2 separate regions of the Danio rerio genome follow, and region 1 is linked to region 2. A link is a contact called in public Micro-C data. All regions are on one chromosome and are shown on one strand. Each heading gives the region's core, a stretch centred on a gene start, on an enhancer-like site or on the middle of the called end of the contact. The rest is flanking DNA. Distances are from core to core; before and after follow the strand shown.

What was found. A called contact is a pair of places that touch in the nucleus more often than the background predicts.
Region 1: a Micro-C map of caudal fin shows a contact between it and region 2, with 13 times the contacts expected there. The contact joins the promoter of irak4 here to the enhancer-like site in region 2. A contact is called at or near these places in 4 of 18 Hi-C or Micro-C datasets (caudal fin, embryo, hematopoietic stem cells and 1 more).

What each region holds. Positions count from the first base shown.
Region 1 is chr25:720,875-724,268 of GRCz12tu, forward strand. It overlaps irak4 (interleukin-1 receptor-associated kinase 4), which reads left to right and starts at 1,304. Exons shown (of 10, transcript NM_200163.1): 1 at 1,304-1,582; 2 at 2,514-2,686. The coding sequence starts at 1,425. It overlaps LOC141380852 (a long non-coding RNA gene), which reads right to left and starts at 650. Exons shown (of 5, transcript XR_012400150.1): 1 at 586-650.
Region 2 is chr25:572,841-576,125 of GRCz12tu, forward strand. It overlaps LOC101886654 (A disintegrin and metalloproteinase with thrombospondin motifs 20), which reads right to left. Exons shown (of 37, transcript XM_073942460.1): 29 at 1-143. Among named protein-coding and RNA genes, the nearest start is that of prickle1a, 77 kb to the left of the region's middle. Within about 2 kb of position 1,896, at least 9 of the 62 cell types and tissues checked have an H3K27ac peak or open chromatin away from gene starts, as enhancers often do. A contact at or near this core is called in caudal fin, where this site is marked.

The sequences.
Region 1 (3,394 bases), core at 54-2,553, 150 kb after region 2:
AAATAAATAATTAGAAAGAAAGAGAGAAAGAAAGAAAGAAAGAAAGAAAGAAAGAAAGAAAGAAAGAAAGAAAGAAAGAAAGAAACTGCACATTAATCTTGATCTTGCTGTGGATTTTTACAAGATTTCAAAAGAAAACTAGGATTAAAACCTTTTCCTAAATCAAATAACAGGGCAAAGGAAAGAAAATGATCTGTTTTAGTCCGTCAAACTGCACTGATTGCACATTTCTGAACAGCAGTTTTGCTGAAAGACTCAATTCTATTCTTGATCTCTATTGACGCCCAGCGGCCACATATAAACGTTACATTATAAACAGCCTCAGTATAAATATTTTGCACACATGATGTCAAAACAAATCACAAGAAAACATTTAGTATTATTATATATTTGTACATAACATTACGATCCCACCTCTGCTGTGTCAGGGCCATGTTCTCTATAGAGACTATACACAACATGTCCGATTGATGAATGTTAATCGATTTTGTTTATAATACAGGACTGTTAATGCTAAATTAAGAAAATAAATTACATTTTAAAAGTGAATATAATTTGGGCACGGCGGCCAAACATGAATCTTACCAGTTAGATGAATTATATCCACATTTTGATCGACGACGACGAGTGAACGCCACACACACACACACACGCACGCACGCACGCACACACACGCACACACACCAGCAAATCATTTAACGTCAGATTCATCATTTGAAGAGTTATACGGTTTAAATAATCCACACGCACTACATTTTTAAATTTTATTAAATCTGAATGCAGAATCTTCGCATATTTCCACATATTTCTAACTTTTAAACGAGTTTAAACGATTGTTATGTTTGATTGATTTCATTTTCCCGCCTTCTTTAAACACACAGAAATAGCGAGCTGTGATTGGTCACGCTGCTTGTCAATCTGTACTGTGAAACATTTTTTATAATAATATTGATATTAATAATAATAATAATAATAATAATAATAATAATAATAATAATAATAAAAGACACAAAGTAATATATATATTGAGAAGAAAGAGAAGCAAATATTAATAAATATGTACATTTCTATTATTTTTTGGATTAAGAAATAACTATCACGTGACGTGTTACTTTGAACCAATCACGGTCGAGTTTCAGCCAAACTGTCAGCGTCCTCTTCAGAAATAGCTGCTTCGCCTCATAATTTTTAATATAAATAAATCACATTTTCTGCATAAAACTTGCGTTTTGTGAGCGATGACGTGTGGACATATCTGTTTACACTTTTTATGACGTCACACCACCGTGTAGTTTCAGTCTGAGGCGGATGTTGTGAGAGGGGGAAATGACAACAGACGAAGGAAGTTTCTCAATCTCGGAAAACACGAGTCTTCTGGAGCTCTGAGGGTTTTTATGACGGACAGTCAGCGGTAACGGGCTGGCATGAGTGACGTCACGCCGAACACACCGGTTCGAAAGCTCCGGTACTCCGCGCTAAGAGCTTTAGCAGACCTGCTGGACCCGCAGGACACCTGGAGGAGCATCATGGCGGACATCAGCAGACCCTGCGGGGAACCCAGATACACACAGATGCACATGAGGTACAAACACACACCAAACAACCTCATAAACAAGAGACAGACTGACAGACATCAATAGTATACAGAAACACACATACACTCTTCTCTTACACGCAGGCAGACAGACAAACATCATCACACACACATAGAGACAGACGGACATCAACACACACACATACACATCAGCAGACTGACAGACACAGAGACTGACAACACACAGACAGATATTCATCCACACACACACACACACACACACACACACACACACATCAACACACAGACCGACATCAGCAGACACAGACAGACATACACACACACACACACACACACACACACAGACTTCAAAACACAGACTGACAGACACAGAGACTGACAACACACAGACAGATATTCATCACACACACACACACACACAGACCGACATCAGCAGACAAACAGACTGACAACCACACACACACACACACACATATATGCACAGATGTCAACACACAGACTGACATCCACAATCACACACAGACTCACATCAGCAGACAGACTGACATCCACACACACACATAGACTGATATCCACACGCACAGTTTAACATCCACACATACACACACACACACACACATACAACATCACACGCACACACACTCAACATGAAAGAGAGACACACAGACATCAAAACCAACCTTCACTCACAGACAACTTGCATACACACGCACAACACTCACTCACAGACAACACACACACACACACACACTCAGACACAAAATAGACACAAGATACACACACACATAACACTCGCTCACTTTTTCCAGATTTATTTTTGCTGTTTACAATTGCGGTTTTGTACGGCTGCTCTGTTTGCAGTCCTCCTGTGCGTGTGTGTGTGTGTGTGTGTGTGTGTGTGTGTGTGTGTGTGTGTGTGTGTGTGTGAGTTTACAGTTCCATGTGTGTGTGTTTGCAGGCGGTTTGAAGCATGCGTCCTGCAGGGAAAGAGTCCCACCATGGAGCTGCTGTTCGACTGGGGAACCTCAGACTGCACTGTTGGAGATCTGGTGGAGATCCTGATCCGCCATCAGCTGTTCGCCGCCGTCACAGTCCTGCTGCCCGATCACAGCGTCTGCCACACTCACACAGGTAACAGGTATACACAGGTAAAACCCAGAGTTTGTCTCGTTTCAGGGTTATCATACTCCTGAGTTTTCACTTAACCCCCTTTCTGAAACGGGTCCCTGAAGACTCTTCAACATACAATCACCCCTTAACTGTAATCTGGATCTTGGGGTCTGCTGTGTGTGACAATAATATCCAGCTGCAGGCCCGCAGAACCACACACGCTTTAGGCACACACAATCTAGGACACACAATCTAGGCAAACCATATATGGTAACTAAATCTTCAGCATTATCGCCACCTACTGAATTTCACAAATCTGGTTTCCCATTTCAGTCATTATTATTATTATTATTATTATATCGTAACGATCATTTTAACATCTCTGCAGTTTCTGAACTCAAATTATGTAAATAAAAATAATTGGTTAATTACACTTCTGACTTTATTCATGTGTCCACATACACAAAGAAAACATAATAGACCGTCTAATTGTTGGATTAAGTGTAATAAACTAATTCAGGATCTTAATATAATCATACATGGTTAAAATCACTTTGTTGTAAAATATAAAAAGCAAACAATAATATGTCACTTTAAAATAAATTATCCTACTAGTTAATCATTAAAGCAATATATATATATATATATATATATAGTTTTAAACTGATTATCTAAACTCATTATAATTATAAGTTTATACATAAACTACTATCTTTTACTAAACTGTCA
Region 2 (3,285 bases), core at 646-3,145:
CGTGCGCAGGCTCCAGCTCTGCAGATCTTGTGTGTTGAGGGTTTGCTGAGGTGAGAACAGCGGCGCTCGTCGATCTGTGTGTGGTTCTGGTCCACACACACCACCTGACGTAGTTTCTGACCCGTCCCACACGACACCGAACACTGCAGAGAAACACACACATCTGTCAGAACACACACACACACACACACCTGTGCTTCCGTTCACACATCTGGAGCAAATAACAACACACATTCTCCACACACACACACACACACACACACACACACACACACACACACACACACACACACACACACATCAAGAATCACATATACACACACACACACACACACAGAGTTTGACATAGATACACACAGTTTTACATACACAAACACACATACACACACACACACACACATCAAGAATCACATACACACACACACACACACACACACACACACACACACACACACACACACACACACACACAGAGTTTGACATAGATACACACAGTTTTACATACACAAACACACATACACACACACACACACACACATCAAGAATCACATACACACACACACACACACACATAGAGTTTGAAATAGATACACACAGTTTTACACACACACACACACATACACACACACACATCAAGAATCACACACACACACACAGAGTTTGAAATAGATACACAGTTTTACATACACACACACACATCAAGAATCACATATACACACACACACACATCAAGAATCACATATACACACACACACACACACACACATCAAGAATCACATATACACACACACACACACACACACACATCAAGAATCACACACACACACACACACACAGAGTTTGAAATAGATACACAGTTTTACACACACACACACACATCAAGAATCACATACACACACACACACACACACACACATCAAGAATCACATATACACACACACACACACACACACATCAAGAATCACACACACACACACACACAGAGTTTGAAATAGATACACAGTTTTACATACACACACACACATCAAGAATCACATATACACACACACACACACATCAAGAATCACATATACACACACACACACACACATCAAGAATCACATATACACACACACACACACACACACACACACACACACACACACATCAAGAATCACACACACACACAGAGATTGAAATAGATACACAGTTTTACACACACACACACACACATCAAGAATCACATATACACACACACACACATCAAGAATCACATATACACACACACACACACACACACACACAGAGTTTGAAATAGATACACACAGTTTTACATACACACACACACACATCAAGAATCACATATACACACACACACACACACATCAAGAATCACACACACACACACACACACACACACACACACACACACACACACACACACACACACACACACACACACACACACACACACAGAGTTTAAAATAGATACACACTTTTACATACACACACACATACACACACACACATCAAGAATCACATATACACACACACACATCAAGAGTTTAACACACATGCACACACACAGATATTTTACATTTCACATATACATATATAGACACACACACGTTGAGTTTTACACACACACACACACACACACACACACACACACACACACACACACACACACACAGTCCGTAAACAAGGTCATTACAGAGGAATTTTAAACACAGGCTTCAGTCTCTGCCAGCAGAAAAATACATCAAAGACACACAGATAACAGACAGCCAGCACACACACACACTTTAAACACACACACTTAAAACACAAAACACACGCACACTGAAATAGACCACTCCTCAAAGTCTTGAAGGAAGAGGCACACACACACACACTCTCTCTCTCTCTCTCAGCACTGTGGTCTGCTGCTGGTTAGTAGTGGTTGAGCTGCAGGAGGATCTTCATCTGAATCTCTGGACTGGAGGTACGTCTGACACACATACACACACACTTAAAACACACACATTAATAAGGAGTGTATAATGATGATAACTGCATGATGATTGTTGAGCTGCCGGCTTCACAACTGAGAGATTTGAGTTCAAACCAGCTACAAACTCCACAATCCTGAGAGTCTGAGACTGACGATGCTGATATCTGACAGAACACTGAGCTCTGGATTAAGAGTATGCTGATGTTAGATATATATATAGACTCTGTAATAAACTATATTGTTTTTATTTTAAAGATGTGTGTTGGAGACACACTTCTATTCTAAACCAGCTCAACTAGATCTTCCCAATTTTAAATGAAAATGTCGTCATTCAGAACACCCTCGCTCTCTGCACAAACTAAAACTCAATATTAGCACTGATTATACATCAATGTTTAATACACTGATGATGATGATGATGATGATGATATAATGATGATGTATGATCATGCTGATGATGTGATGTTTATATTCCGATGATATTATAATAATAATAATAATAATATGACGATGATGATGACGATGATAGTATAATGATGATAATATGATAATGGGATGCTGATGGTATGATAATATATGATAATGACATGCTGATGATGTGATATTTATATTCTGATGATATTAAAACAATATTAATATATAATAACAATGATGATTATGATGATAATATAATGATAATAATTTAATAATGGGATGCTGATGGTATGATAATATAGGATAATGGCATGCTAATGATGTAATATTTATATTCTGATGATATTATAAAAATAATAATATATGATGATGATGAAAATATTATGATGATATATGGTAATGACATGCTAATGACGTGATATTAATATTCTGAAGATATTATGACAATACTTATATATGATGATGATGAAAACAATATAATGATGATAATTTAATAATGGGATGCTGATGGTATGATAATATATGATAATGACATGCTAATGATGTGATATTTATATTCTGATGATATTATAACAATAATAAAATAAGATGATGATGATGATGATGATAAAATAATATATGATAATGGCATGCCAATGATGTGATATTTATATTTGATTATATATTATAACAGTAATGATAAAAACAGTAACATCATATGATGATGATAATGATGATAATATGATAATGAGATGCTGATGTTGTGATAATAATATGCTGGTGATATGATAATATAATGATGATGTATGATAATGACATGCTAATGATATATTTATATTCTGATGATATAACAATAATGATAATTACAATAATATTTAATGATAATATGGTGATAAAATAAGAAAGATATGCTGACGACA